Linked DNA regions of Hordeum vulgare: region 2 is linked to region 1. The links are chromatin contacts, called in public Hi-C maps. All regions are on one chromosome and are shown on one strand. The core of a region is the stretch at or near the end of the contact, and the rest is flanking DNA. Distances in the headings are between cores, read along the strand shown. Region 1 has its middle 15 kb from the start of LOC123428470. Region 2 holds the start of LOC123428474 (probable aspartyl protease At4g16563).

The links. Hi-C and Micro-C count contacts between places; a contact is called where the count stands out from the background.
Region 2: a contact with region 1 is called in a Hi-C map of leaf, with 3 times the contacts expected there. The contact joins the promoter of LOC123428474 here to the enhancer-like site in region 1. A contact is called at or near these places in 2 of 6 Hi-C or Micro-C datasets (leaf and seedling).

What each region holds. Positions count from the first base shown.
Region 1 is chr2H:654,787,649-654,795,502 of MorexV3_pseudomolecules_assembly, forward strand. No RefSeq gene overlaps it. Among protein-coding and RNA genes, the nearest start is that of LOC123428470, 15 kb to the left of the region's middle. Within about 2 kb of position 3,368, at least 2 of the 3 cell types and tissues checked have open chromatin away from gene starts, as enhancers often do. A contact at or near this core is called in leaf, where this site is marked.
Region 2 is chr2H:655,027,287-655,035,101 of MorexV3_pseudomolecules_assembly, forward strand. It overlaps LOC123428474 (probable aspartyl protease At4g16563), which reads right to left and starts at 2,605. Exons shown (of 1, transcript XM_045112685.1): 1 at 647-2,605. The coding sequence starts at 2,371. The coding sequence ends at 905.

The DNA of each region.
Region 1 (7,854 bases), core at 2,118-4,617:
AATCTAACGGCTGACAGTGCAGGGATTCGCGGTGTGGCACATCCTTTGCTTCCAGACTACCACCATTTGTGTGTGACAAAGCTACATGAAAGTTCATGATACTGCCACTGCCACCTAGAAATCTTTGGTAGGCTCCAGTAAGAATGCTGCACTGCTGCCCTACATGCTACAATACTACTACTAGCAAGCTATTCCACCAGGACCAAGTACTCCGAGAGTACTACAACTGCTACACGTGATGAGAGATGGGGAAAAGTGCATGCAGCACTGCAGTCTTAGCGATGCAGAAATTAGTAAATCATCAGATGCTTAATACTACCTATTCATTAGCTTATTTTTTCATCTAACAAAGTCCATACACGTGCACACGTACAATTCATAGGTTTGTCTGGTTATGGATAACAAACACAAGGAAAAATAAAAGTTTAATATCTCACGTGAAAAAAAGATAGTTAAGCGTAATATGTGTTGTAATTAAAGGCTATTACTTTATTTTATTATAAATTCGTTTTACAAATATGATCCAGGTTTTTTCATTGTTTCAACCAGTAATCGTTAAATCCACGTGCTACTAATAGTGAGTAATAGACAAGTTAATTGGAAGATCCGTAAAGAATAGGAGCCAACAATATATTTTTTCGAACATCGGGGACTTTCTCTTTAATTAATAACCATATCTTTTATAATAAGTGGAATCATGAAATCAGGGGTTTATCATGCCGCACCCTTGACTCCTGACCCAAAAAACTAAAACAAGCAATAGCATACGCACACTCGTTTACATCATGCACACAACGATTTATTGACGCCTTGCCAAAAGAACATGTGAAACTTCAACAATCATCAGTAATTACCGCACCTAACGCTCGATAGTCGTCCAACAACCATGCATGTGAGCATGTAACACCTGTTCGGGCTAATTGCACGGTGATGGCTGCGAACCGATCATGTGGACTAGCAAGAGAATGTAAAGTAGGAATTTCATTAGTCAAGGAAACTACAACTATTTGAAATGACACAGAAACCTTTTTCGGGAACATAAGAAAATGCCTTGTTTAGATAGAACAGTACAACTATAATTTTACAAAAAGAATCTTGCAAGATAGAAAAAACACAACCCCTTACTCCAACAAGTTGTTGTCATCGAGCCTGCATCGTAAAGAACGCCGTCCCAATAAGGAATCATCAACGCTGCCATGAAGACTCGACCAAGGGATCCTCCTCGAGGATACTAAAGCCTCTTGACCCATATGATGATAGTGCCATAGCCCATGGATTATCTTCCAGCGCACCCGCCAGATTGCCCATAGGGTATCAACTATTTTCGTGAAACCAACATGCACTAGATTCTCCATCACTCGAAATAACCAAAGCTTCAGATCGTTCATCTCATCTACCACCATATGATCCAATATCTCCTCATCAAAAAAAGCTTACCACAACATGACATAGTGCAATTCAACAACAAATGACATCGTGAATTACCGACCGCCTAATACACAAAGATTATTCATCTCATCTACCGACTGCCTAACACATAAAGATTATTAAGCCACCCCTGCTAGTGACGAACATTTGCTACTGGGGATGATGATCTTGTGAGTCTTTAAAGCTTGACATTTTTTGAGAATAGCCTGTAACTTTACTCTCAAGCTCGACAAAAGTTACACATACAATGCTTCGGCTCATTGATCCGAGAACTTACAAAGTAATTCCTATAATTAAGGACTACAATGAAATTTATCAGATGCGTCTTCCATGTGTATCATTTTTTGCTGCACAAAATACTATCAGGGCTTCTGTAAAGATAATGCAGTCAAATCAAAGCAGCGACACTGCCACTCGTACACATGTGCGAGAATTGACTACCTTCATAGGTTTCAAAACTGCCCATTGAAAAGGTTGGAAGCCATGATCGTTGAATGTATTTCGGACGTGGATGGTCCACTAGAGGTACAGGTTGTCGACCCATAATATCTTTAAAAGAACGTCAAAGAAGGACTTGAAAGTCTCAAAAATTACACCAAGAGAAGCACCAGAAAACATAAAATCCGCATGGTCAAATCCACATGGTCAAATAAACCAAGCCCGCACAGACACAAACTATCCGGCTTCATGGCGCCTTTCGATAACACTGCACCACAACGGGAGAAAATTCATATTAGCTTTATTCTTTACGGCATTGCACCCTCCACCAGGACATTGTCGACGAAGGCCATAGAAATCGCCGTTTTTTTGAATAAACTCAGAAAGATCCAATACCCCCCTTGCCACGCAACACGATGGCCGAAGGCGAAGGGGACACACAAAGTCCGTGGTGGTTGCCTCCTAAAACCCTAGCTTCTCATGTGACTAGGTCTCTTTTAAAGCTTGGCATTTATGAGCTTAGTTCGTGTTGAGCCATACTTCTTACTTGGGTTGTTGGCTACTACATGTGCTATGTCTTGCCAACCCTGAGAGGATATAGCGCTCGATACTAGTAGTGGTATCATTCATCTGTTTTTGAGTTGTTTTAAGATACTTCCTGTCTAGTGGGGCCAATGTTTGAACCCTTCGTCCTGTTTTGGAAGGGTTCTATTTCAAGTATTTTTTTTCCTTTTAATTTACAGTTCTATCGGTTTTCTTTAGAGTTTTCGTTTGCTTTCTTCTATTTTAAATATTTATTTTACTTTATAAGTACATGATCTTTTTAAAATTCTTTTACATGTTACGAAGATTTCACAATCATTGTGTGAATATATTTTTACATGTTTATGAAAATTCCTAAAATGTTATAAAAAACATTTTGAATGGCACAATTTTCTTAATGTTGCCTGAAAAACAAATCATTAATTATAGAAATGCTATGAACTTTGTGAAAAAATCATAAACATATTTTTAGATGTTATGAGCATTTGTTTGGAGTGGTATATTATTTTTCAGAAATACACGATGAAGATCATGAAAAATGATAAAAAATAAAATAAATAATAAACATTTTGAATAGATGGCGGATCCTTGTAAGCATGACAAGATTTTTTCATATACACAATGAACATTTTCTAACAAACATTGGATTATTTCTTAACGTGGGGTCAACAAATTGAATGTGTGTCAAAAGAATAATAAAAGTAAGTAAAATAGCATATTTTCCAATAATATTTGTCTCTATGTTTCATAAAAGAGAGGAAAAATGGAAACACAAGGTGTGAAAAGAATGAAGGAAAAAAATTCTTCTTCTTATTATTTTTTTATTATTGATTACGGAAACCAAACATGCATATATCCACTAGCTTTTTTTTTTGAGGGGTGCATATATCCACTAGCTAAATGCAGCCTGGCTCAACTAGAAGACCACTGCAGCCGATGCCTTTCTACCATGAGCCTGGCCCATGCCCCTGACCTTCACATTAGCATTTACATTGTGCTTTCTGGCCTATTCTGCAAAAACCCTATTCGCGGCTCTCTGCGACAAATTATCGAGCGACACCAGCGACTAAATGGCAAGGGGCCGTTGCACGTTTCACTGATCCCGGTTTCGGCAGCTTTCTAGAAGGTTCCCAACCGTTTCAGGTCTGGTTTTCCTTTTTATTTTTTCCTGCTGTTTCTTTTATTGTTTTCTTCGATTTTTCGTTCCCTTTATTATTATTATTTTCTGTTATTTGGTTATATGTTTCATCTCTGGATACCTTTTTTTCGTTACCAATTTTGAGAATGTTTTTTACATGGTCAGAATTTCAAATTGTTTAGGAATTTCTAATTTTGTTAACGTTTTGAAAAAATAATTAAATTTTCATATTTTGTTCCCTTCTATTCAAAAAATGTTCGGATATTTGAAATTAAGTTCGTGTTCTGAAAACAAATGTTAATTTTTCATATTTTGTCACCTTCTATTCATGAATGTTTGAGAATTTCAATTTTTTCACATTCTAAGAATTGTTCAAATTTTGTTCTCTTGTATTCAAAAAATGTTCAGATTTTTCAAATTTTGTTCGTGTGTTGGATTTTATAAATTTTGTTCCCTTATATTAAAATTGTTTTCGGAATTGAAAATCTTGCTCATGTTTCGAAAAATGTTAAATTATTCTTAACTTCTATTAAAAATATGCTTGAAGATTTCAATTTTTTTGTGTGTTTTGTAAACTTGTTCAAAATTTCAATTTTTGTTCCTTTATATTCCAAAAATATTTGGGAGTTTCAAATTTTGTTTGTGTTTATAAAAGGTGTTACTAATTTTAGAAAAAATGTTTTTCAAAAAATGTTTGGGATTTCAAATTTTTTCACGCTTTTAGAAAAGTTCCCAATTTTGAAAATTAATCATTTTTCCAGAAAAATCAGGTATTCCAACTTTTATTCGGTTTCTGAAAATGTTCAGAATTTTGAAAATTATTCACTTTTTCCAAAAAATGTTCAGGATTTTCAAGTTATATTCTCCTTTAAAGAAAATTTACAGAATTTAAAAAATTGTTCACTCTTTTAAAATATGTTCAAATACTCAAAAGTTGTTTAGTTCGTATAATTGTTCACTAGTTTCAAGAACATTTGACATTTTAAAATTTGCTCACTTTTTACAGAAAATGTTCAAAACATTTCAAAAAGTTGTTGAATTTTTTTTAAAAACAAGTTTATAAATTTGTTATCGTTTCTCAAAAATGTTCTCCAATTTAAAATATGTTCGTGGTTCCAATTTTTTGTTCAAAATTTGATCAAAAGTTCTATTTTCCAGCTTTTGTTCAGAAATTCAAAAACTGATCATACTTACAATTTTTTATTCCGAACTTCTTGAAATGTTCCACTTTTTGAAATAAATTTTCAGAAATTCAAAAAATGGTCACGCTTTCAAAATTTCATTATTTGTTCACATATTCTTGTTGGTGAAAAATTGTTCAGAAACTCAAAAAATACTTGCACATTTTCAAATATACTCTTTCGAAAAAGAGTAGACTTTTTGAAATAAACTATCACCATAGTAACTAATTCTAGTTCGCCACAATATTTAATTCAAATTTGCTATAGTCGAGCAGCCCGGGTTTACACTACGTTAATAATTTAGGTCGCGCGGTGCAATACTAACAAAAAAATTGTCTCGTGGAGTGGCTATGAGCTCGCAATTGGAAGCAGGAGGTCTAATTTTCGAATCCTCACATCGTGCTGCCCTCGAATTTTGCTATATTTTTTCGTCTCGTGGTACAGGTTGATCGGTTGGCCTAGTCGTGTTGTCTCCTATGTGTGGCGCCGCTAATTTGACGGAAAGAGCGTAAAATAGGAGGTCCCCCTATTATGTGTTCACAACCGTGGTGGCTGCTTGAAGGTTGTCTATAGAAGAAAGCTCTCTTGAAGGTGGAGTCCATCAACAACAACAAAAAACTACGAAACAACCATCAAATAGACACATGATAAAAAGGCTAGATGTTTTTTTCTCGGACACGATACACACGTGGTTTTTAGGACATAATCACTCGGGACCCGCCCCCTCCATTGGGGCATGCGGGAGATGGGGCGCAGCCGGCACCGGATGCTGTCGGTGCAGTCGCTGCCTCTACGCCGCTTTCGGGTGAGGCCTTGGATGCAGTTTGGGCTCTCGCCGGGGTCTCTCTGGCTGATGCCAAGGCGGCTGCTGTGCGGAATGCAGGCTTTGATAAAGCTAGTAAAGATCTGATGGGGAGAGAGCCACGAAGTGGGCTAGGAAGAAAGAAAAGATGACGTGATACCGGTGCGGAGGGCATTTTGTGGTTGAGTGCTCGGCAGAGCTATGTGACATTTGCCATAAGCCGAAGCATGAGAAGGGAGAGTGCCCTTTGCTCCTAAGGCCGAAGCCGGTGGTCACGATCTATGGGGCTTGTTGTCTAGAGCTTATGTTCTTTGAATCTCCTCGCTCGACTTCGACCACGCCGTCTCTGGAGAGTGCGCGGACGGGGGTTGTTAGGGTGACTCGTGGATCGATGACTTCGGATCAGGTTGTTAGGATGACTCGTGGATCCAGTCAGGCTTGACGAGCATCTATTGAGAGCGGATTTTCCTACTAAGGAAGATCTTGCGAGGTTGCTGAAATTTGGGATGAGCAAGGTGCCAAACAACACTTGTGTTCTTGAGTTTGAGCCCGAGGGAACTCCTTTTTCTCAGCTGTGGGTAAGGTTTCTAGGTGCTCCGCGTACAGCGATAGATGATTTTTTGGTGACTTGGAGTCTTGGTTCTCTGATTGGTAAAACAGAGAAGGTGGATATGCCTTTCACTCATGCACAGGGGGTAGCTCGCCTGGTGGTTAGTGTGACTAGCATTGAGCATATTCCACACACTGTGAGATGGGCTTATGATGGCAGGAGTTTTGACTTGGATATTGAGATAGAGGAAAGTACTCTCTTCTAGGAGTTGGTTGAACATATCGATATGGATACGGAGGATGGTAACAACGGAGATGGGAAACGGGATGGTGGGTAAAAAATGGGGATGATACTGACAGCGGTAAAAAGTGGTGGCAGCGCGTGCTCCACCGAATCATCCATCTCCATCGTGACACCACACAGTCACCCGCGCGCGGAGCCAGACGCGAAAGACCCAAATCTCAACTGATTCGAAGGGGTGGAAGTATGTGCCTGCTCCTTCGTAGAGCCAGTCACTCCGGGGGCTTTTGCGATGCCAGAGTCACCCACTCGGCCCTTGTTGGAGGAGACATCGCCGAGGACGATCCTGAGATCCGGGGACCGGAGTCAGGAACATTCGGCGGCTTCACATGAGACGGCGGCATCTAGGCAGCATGGTGCTGTTGCAGTTACTTCTTCCCCCAATGGGTACTTTGGGACTTCGAAAGTGGTTGGGAAGCTGGCAGGTGGCCATACCGCAATGGCTTCGACGACACCTTTCTCTGCTCGGGGCGTCGCTAGTGACCCTAGCCAGATAGGGGCATGGCTGCTGGGAGCGACCGAGGTGGGCATGACTGCTTTGTCGGTCACACGATAGATGATCGTGCGTCTCCTGGCATTATGCATTCGAGCCCCATCGGATAGGAGTCACAAGGTCACCGTCTGCATGTGCATACCACCAAGGAGATTATCACCTTCGGAGGGTTCCCTGACCGGGCGACAAGAGAGAGGCGGACGAGTAGCCGTCTCCAGGCTCAGCCGGATGTCGATGATCTTCACATGGGTTGTGCCATGCGGACGGCTAAGCTTCGTGACATTGAGGCAACTACAGGTATGTCGGTTAATAGTATGTCGGTTAATACGAATTGTTCTATCTTGCATTTCTCTGATGATGATGTTATTTTAAATGCAAACCGACTAGGGGTGTCGCTGGGTAACAATGGGAAGGAATTTTCGAAATGTGTGAATGATATTTTAGACTTAGAGGCTGAGAGAGCTATGGAGATGCTTAGGAATATTGCTTCAGTCAAACCTATGAATGGTTCTGATATTAATGCTCTAGGGATGGTGGCATTAGAGGGTCTATGTGAGGACCTCGTGCCAACGTCACCGATATGTGAAGAAGGTAACGATATCGGTTCAGAGGGTTATATGGACTCTCCGCAACCTAATGTTTGCGCAGAGTCTGGGACTGGTTATATGGGCCGGTTGGCTGAACAGGATAAGCCAAAACACACCTCGAAGGGAAAGGTTTATCCTGAATCTACGGTTCGTAGAAACGCAAGACTTAAGACTGCAAAAAAAAATTGATGACACATGAAAGGAATATTTTTAAACAGCATAGGTCTAGCAGACTTGGCTAAAGAAGATTTTTAGCGAAAGCGACAATTGATCCCAAACTAGACTTTATTGTCCTAATGGAAATCGGTAGAGATAACTTTACGTCACAATTTCTTAGTACTCTCTCCGGTGGTGTTGAGTTTGATTGGCATTGTCTAACGCGAAGAGGAAGGTC
Region 2 (7,815 bases), core at 1,355-3,854, 240 kb after region 1:
CTCCGTCGCTTGCCGGTGGAGACGTGCAGAAGGCGATGCACGGCTTGTGGTCAGGCCGGGCTGTAAATAAGGAACTGTGCACATTGAACGCGCAGCAGCACAGCACAGCACAGCACAGCACAGCAGGCGCCATCACTCCTCCAAGCATGGGTCAGGGGCCACGGCTGCGGTGCATCACATGCCCATTGAATTCATTCACACCCGCACAGCACAGGTGAGAGTATTAAACACCCAGCAACCAAACGACATTCCACCCATGACGCATCTACTAACCACCAACGGATCAACGCTAGGCAAGCTTGATTAACTCTGATCACGAAAGCATCAACCATTTTGTTTATCTTTTGCGGATGAAAAAGAAATATCGTTGATGAAGGACGTGTTTGCTTTGCCCAAAGCATGCAAAACCATAGTTTTTTGCATCAAAAAAAAAAAGGCATGCAAAAGCATCTACCCCACCGAAAGCAAACTGAGCACCGTCTTTTTTCCACCCTAAAAGCAAAGCGATTTTCCCATCTAAAAAGAAGAAAAAGCAAAGCAATTTGGCGGTCGATCGAGCAGCAACCGACGTACGCAGGATGGATCCCGATCCTCTCCTCGATTGCGCGTGGCGTGGTGTGGTGTGGTGTGGTGATTCAACAAGTGGTTAAGCAAACACGCGTGCACACGGTACGGTACAGTTTTTATTTATTGCTAATTAAAATCCTCACTAGGAGTACTACTAGTAGTACTCTGGAATCTGGATCCGAAAGCTGCACGAGCAGGCAAGCTTAATCTGTCACTAACTTTTCCACTACTACATGGCGTGGCGTGGCGTGGCGTGATTAATCAAGTCGGATGATACAGTAGTAGTAGTACGTAGGTACGCGAGCATGCATCTGCATGCCATTGCCACCAACCATCTTTACGAGGACGACGAGGAGCATGGCTGCTGCCGGAACCCGAGCCGGTTCTTCTCGAGGTCGTACTCCACCTGGTAGTTCTGCTGCTGGAAGCTGCCCAGGATGATGGCCGGCCCGCCCCCACCGGACACCCCGGCGCCGCCGCTCGCGCTCGACACGTCCGACACCACGGCCAGGCAGATCGCCTCGGGGGCCACGCCGGACGCCGGGCCAGCCGCCAGGAAGTAGTTCTCGATCGGGAGCCGCATCTCGGCGCCGCCGCTGAAATGGAGCGACAGCTCCGGGAGGTCCATTGTCCTGGCGCCCGCCGGGAGTGCGAAGCAGGGGCGCAGCCCGAGCGCCCCCTCCACGTCCTTGGATCGGTTGTACCTGCCCCCCACCGCGGCCACCATCGCGGCCGCCACCGGCTTGAACACCGTCGGGTCCAGGTAGGTGAAGGTCGTGCCTGAGTCGATGATGGCGCCGCCCCCGCCACCACCGGACACGGGTGCCAAGGCCCGCGCCGGGAGCGCCACGCTCTTCCCGCCCACCGCGATGCCGGTCAGCGACAGGTAGTAGTACACGGAGTAGGGCGGCCTGGCGCCCGCGTTCTTGAGCAGCGGCGCGTACTGCATCATCGCTTTCGCCTTGCCGGCGGAGGAGGCGCCGAGGACTAGCTCGCCGCTGATGGCGGCGTCGTCGTCGAAGCGGCGGGAGAGGAGGCAGTAGGAGAACTTGTTGACCCCGAGCTGCGCGGGCACGGACGGCGCCCCGCGGCCGAACCCCGCGAGCCCCGACGGCGGCTGGTGCACGGAGGCGAGGCTGCAGCCCACGGCGAAGTTGCGGCTGGCGGCGCCGCGTGGGGAGAGGCGCAGCGTGTCGGAGACGAGGAGCCCCGCGGTGGAGCCGGAGCCGTAGACGACGAGGTAGGGCGGGCAGACATTGGTGGCGGTGGCGGAGCAGTTGGCGGTGCTGGGCCTGCAGGGTGCGGAGTCGCGGGCGCAGTCGGAAAGGTGGGACTTGGAGTGGATCCAGAGGCAGGAGGGGCTGCTGCAGGAGACGAGGAGGGAGGAGGAGGAGCTCTTGGGATGGAAGACGGGGAAGGAGCCGGCGGCGGCGGAGCAGTTCTGGCACTGGTAGTTGGAGGTGCAGGGCACCCAGGTGAGGTGGCTGCCCGTGTCGAGCAGCACCGGCAGCGGCTGCGGCGGCGTGCCGAGGGAGAGGGAGAAGGCGTAGCCGCCGTAGGAGTGAGGGTACAGCGCGGCGCGCACGGGGGATGAGGCGGCCTGGCCCTGGTGGTGACCGCGGAGGCGGGAGGCGCGCGCGAGGGAGGCGCGCGCGAGGCGGGAGAGCGGGTGGTGCTGAGCGGCGGCGGGCGGGAGCGGGGGAAGGTGGCGGTAGAGCGGGATCCTGGCGGACGTTGCGAGGAGAGGGACGGCAAACAGGAGGAGGAGCAAGCACGGGAGCGGCGGCGCCATGGGCATCGGCATGGCGATGACTGAGTGCACGGGGCGGGGGTTTTAAGCTTGCTTTGCTTGGGTTTGAGAGGCGAGTATAGGTGCCTTGCTTGCTTGGGTTGGAATTGGAAGGAGAGACAATCAACCAGAATCAGAATCAGATTGATGGATGACTCCAAGGACTGGACTGGACTTGATGGGTCACGGGCGGGCGCGTGCCGGAAGGAAGCGGTGGCCATCGTCGTTGGTCGCGCTCGCGCCTAGGCATAGGCATAGGCATAGGCATAGGCGCGTGCCGGAAGGAAGCACCGCCACGCACGCACACATCCGATTTTGTTTTTCAAAAATAATACCTATTTTTTACTAAATTCGAAAAACATATGCGAAAATTGAAATAAATCAAAACTAGCAGGATCTGTCGGCTTGTGGGAGGCCCAAGAGGGCCCGTTGGTCCGCGGGTGACCGAAGAGCAAGCTGTCGGCCCGCGGCTGGTCGAAGAGGACCCATCGGACTTCAAGAGGCCGAAGAGCCCCCTGGATAAGGCCGACCGAGCCCTTCTTCCTCCTCAGTCGCTGGCTCCTCTGCTCTCTCTCGTTTTTCTTTCCTCATTTTGCCCCCCCTCCGATCTCCTCCATCCTCCACCCATTTTCCTATTCAATGTGCTGAATCAATAGATCATATCCATCTCCACCGCCTACCTATGGTATCATTTTGTGCGATCGGATAGTTTTTTGTTCGTTTAGAGGAGCCATGGTGGGATGGTGGAGGTGTGGATGGTGAGGTGAGGAGGTGGTGTGGTGCAGAGGAAGAAGAAGGGGCACACATGCCGAAGGTATACCGATTTTTTACTGTAGGTTCTTTTTAGTGTTGGTTTATTTAGTTTGTGTAGGTCTATTTTTGTATAAATTTGTTCGTTGCGAATAATGACACAGTCACAATGTCTGACACGTGAAAATGTCTGAATCCGTAAATTTGACTGTTTATTACGGCCCTGGTAATGTTTCGATATAATGAGTTGGGGATTGATCTTAGCGAGTTTTAAAAAGGCGTCCTGACACTTTCAGACCCGGGCAGACTGGACATTAGGCAGTTGAAGCACTGGTGGACTACTAGTTTTGGGCTGGATCCTGAAGTGTGTTCCGTCAGTATTCATTCATTGTGGACCAAATTCTGTAAAAATGTCAAGTGGGAGTTGATGCCGATAGATAGGAGCCAACATTGATTGTCCCTGTTAATTCATTCCAGAGACCGAAGAATCCAGCCATATGCCCTAGTGCAACCAGTGGCGAAAGAGGAGAATTTCGTACAAGTCAACGTGGGGTATGAACCAGGCCATGGTAGTCAAGAGGCAGAGACTGGTCATGAGACTGGGCAGAGTATTCAGTCGATACAATTAGCTGGCTCTGCTGTTCCTGATGGGGATGAGCAGGCGATGAAATGCAGAGGGTGATGGAGGAAGAGAACGATGATGGGTTTGCGGAGGATCTGGATTCTGAAAATTTCGAGGATGAAGTGGAGGTACCGATTCCGTCTGCATGGGATCAGGAAATAGCCGTCGGCATTACTGTCAACGATGGCCATGAGACTCCATGGCAATATATTCTGAACCAAGTCTAGATCGGGATATGTTCGACACAAAGAAAAAATTGAAGTATGCGGTGATAAAGTGGGCTATGTCTACGCAGAGGGTTTTCCGGACACACATATCGACTCCAACAAAATATACCGTGAATTGTGTTGAAACAGGTTGTCATGCGAAGGTGCACGAGCACGTGTCGAAGTACAACATCCACTGGGTTGTCACTAATGTGGTCCCACATAATTGTGTGAGGAAAAACCTGTTGATTCGTCATCCAAACCGGACTTCAACTCTCATAGCGCAACTCATGTATACTGAGATAGTTGAGAAGAAAGATATGGAAGCAAAACATATCCAGAAAGCAGTGAAGGTTAGATGGAATTATGACATTTCATATGGGAAGGCTTGGAGGGATAAGGAGAAGGCTATGGAGGAAAGGTTTGGGACGTTCTTCGACTCATATGATAATGTTGTCCCTCTCCTTGACATATTGAAGGAGAGGAATCCCGACACTTATGTTAACATACAACACACGAGGTTGGAGATTATACCAGATTACACGGTGTTGAAACGAGTATTCTTCTCTTTCGGTTTTTGCATCGAAGCTTTCCGACATTGTCCTCCTGTGATGTTTGTGGGTGGTACATTCCTGACTGGTCAGTACAAAGGGCAAATCCTGACTGCTATTGGTGTGGACGGGAACAACCAAATCATCCCACTAGCCATGGCATTTGTGGAGGGTGAGAACTTTCTGAGCTGGGTATGGTTCTTCCGGCAAGTTAAAATTACGATCGTGAAGGACCGACCAAACGTGTGTGTCATTCATGACAGACATCCTGGTATATTAAAGGCCATGAAGACACTAAGTAATCCAACAGCTGACGAGCCAACACCTTGGAAGTCGGTGGTGCATGCGCCATCTGGATGCAATTTTTTTCTCACAGTTCTGTCAACGTCAAATATCATGATGTTTCGGACCAATATAGTAACATCGAGGTAGTTCGCGTTTCTACCTTGGCCCACTGCCAGGCCGAACACGCATTGCTCACTGACATGGCAGGCCAGAAACGCCGGCCCATGTTGCGTTCTAAAAACACCAGGGCCGTTGGCGTTCCTGATGCAGATATTTTTATTGGCCGGCTGCTCTCACGAGTCAATCCCACTCATCTCTTCTCCCCAAATTGGCCTTTCCCGACCTCTTTTCCCTTTTTCCCTTTGTTTCCCTCACTTGGCCCCTCTCAAATCCTTGCTATTTGACTGGATTGATCCGTGGATCCGGTGTCATTTATGTTCCTTGAGGTAATCTACTTCATGTCGCAAATTTTTATTGGTTGAATTTGTCTATTTGAATTATTTTGTTCATGTGGTTCCTAACCCTAGTTTTGAACATGGTTCTATAATATGATGTGGTTAAGTACTGTTGTTTCAATAGTGATGCATTATGATGTTGGTGAACAAACCTTATTGTTTGGGTTATCCCTAATGTTAATATTTAGGGTTAGGGTTCGGGTTTGGGTTTGGGTAATGCTTAATTTGGATGGACAAAGTGGTTTTATTAGCAATGTGGTATATTTAGTCCTTATGTTTGTCTTTTTGAGATGAAAAATATTGTGAATATTTATTATGTTGACAAAGAGGCATTCATGAATGTTGATATTATTGACAAGTATGAGGAAGTGTTGATATTTCCTGAAAGTCCTAGTTATGATGTAGTGGTGGAAGAAACACAGACAAGATTAAAGTGGGTTGATGCAAGTGACCAAGTTGAATTAGTAGGAAGATATGATGTAGGGTAGGTACACAAGTGTCGAATGAAGACAATTGAAAGGATCGATATGGTTGACTAGAGGGGGGGGTGAATAGGCAACGACCACTTTTTAATTAATCTTAGCAAGTTAGGGTAAACAACATACGGGTTCACAAATATGACAACAATGGGGTGAACCGTAATGAAGCTAGCAACGATAGCTACTAAGACAAGTAAGAGAAAGACAACAACATAAGCATACACAAAGTAAAGGTTAGAGATAACCAAAAGTGGAACCAATGAAGACGAGGATGTGTTACCGAAGTTCCTTCCCTTTGACAGGAAGTACGTCTCCGTTGGAGCGGTGTGGAGGCATAATGCTCCCCAATAAGCCACTAAGGCCACCGTACTCTCCTCACGCCCTCGCACGATGCAAGGTACCGTGATTTCACTATAGGTGCGCTTGAAGGCGGCGACCGAACCTTTACAAACAAGGTTGGGGCAAACTCCACACAAAGCTTGGAGGCTCCCAACAAAACCACGAAGCTTCGCCACAATGGAATGTGGCTTCGAGGTGACCTCAACCGTCTAGGATGCTCAAACACCCAAGAGTAACAAGATCCGCAAGGGATTGGTGGGGGAATCAACTTTTCTCTTGGTGGAAGTGTGGATCTAGGCCTTCTCAACCAATCCCTGAAGAATCAACAAGTTTGATTGGCTAGGGAGAGAGATCGGGCACTTTTGAGCTTAGGGAGCAACAATGGAGCTTGGGAGGGTAAGAGATAGGGTTCCACAGCTAGAAGAACCCTTTATATAGTGGGGGGGGGGAATCCAACCGTTTTCCCACTCACAGCCCATGCCCAGCGGTACTACCGCTGGCACTCCAGCGGTACTACCGCTGGGCCCCTGGTAGTGCATAAGCACTACCACCGCCAAGAAAGTCTTCGCAAAAAGGTCCGTCCACGTACAACCGCTAGGCAGGTGGTACTAAGCTCCTGGAGCGGTACTACCTTTGACCAGGGGCGGTACTACCGCCAGGTAGCGGTACTACTGCTGGATGCAGCGGTACTACCGCTAGCACTCCAGCGGTACTACCGCTAGGCCCAGCGGTACTACCGCTGGGGGACCCTTTGCAAAGATGAAGGAAACACTACGGCGGGAGCCACTCCAAAGTTGCCGGCAAGGGGGAAAATATGTGAAGTGTGCGCGTGCGAGATTGATTCCACCCAAACCTTTCCACTACGGTTCCCCTCTTAATAGTACGGCTTTCCTATGACTCAAATAAAGAGAATCGTATAGAACACCATGCTTCTGTTCCACGAAAGAGGGGGCGAGTCGTCTTGTGCCATTGACGTGTGTTATCTGAAATCTTAATACACACGGTTAGTCATTTGCGGTACTGTCATCAATCACCAAAATTACTTAGGTATAAACTATGCCCCAACAACAATGCCTATCAGGTCCAATTCGTATTGGGTTGCATATAAGGAGGTTGTTGCATCATCGACAATCAATTCACTCGAATTGTTTGCAGGTAAGGTGGGCAAGGCTCCTCTTTTTCAAGTTGACTTGAACCAAACCTTGGTAGATGGCGTTGAGCATAAAGTTGAAGTGCAAGCCAATGAGTATTCCCAGTATGAGTTTCGAGGTAGTGCACCGATTAATGATGATGATCATGACTCCGAGGAAGAGTATGAGAGGCAGCACAACAATGTTGGTGACGTAGAGGCTCAAGTAAGGCATAATAAGGACATGGATCCTGACATTATCTATCAGCGTGCTTGTGTGGATGGCTCGGATGATGAAGGTGTGGTGAATGACTTGGATGAGGCTGGCTTCAGTGAGAAAGTAGCAGAGTGGTACAGAAAAATCACCTGTAGAGATCATAAATTTCACTTGTTTGTGATGTTAGCCTTGCAGATAAGGCTATAGTCGACGATGGCATGAGCAAGACAATTGAGGCTAGACAGTTTCCAAGAAGTACACCCGACGAAATTTTGATGTCTTGCCTGAGGAAATGTTTTATGCTTGAGAACATGCTAGAATTCAAGATTTGGTTGTGTGACTATACTGTCAAACAGCACAGACCTTTCATTGTTGTTCACCCGGACAGTAACAGGCCATACACCGTGAAATGAGAGGGAGAAAGAT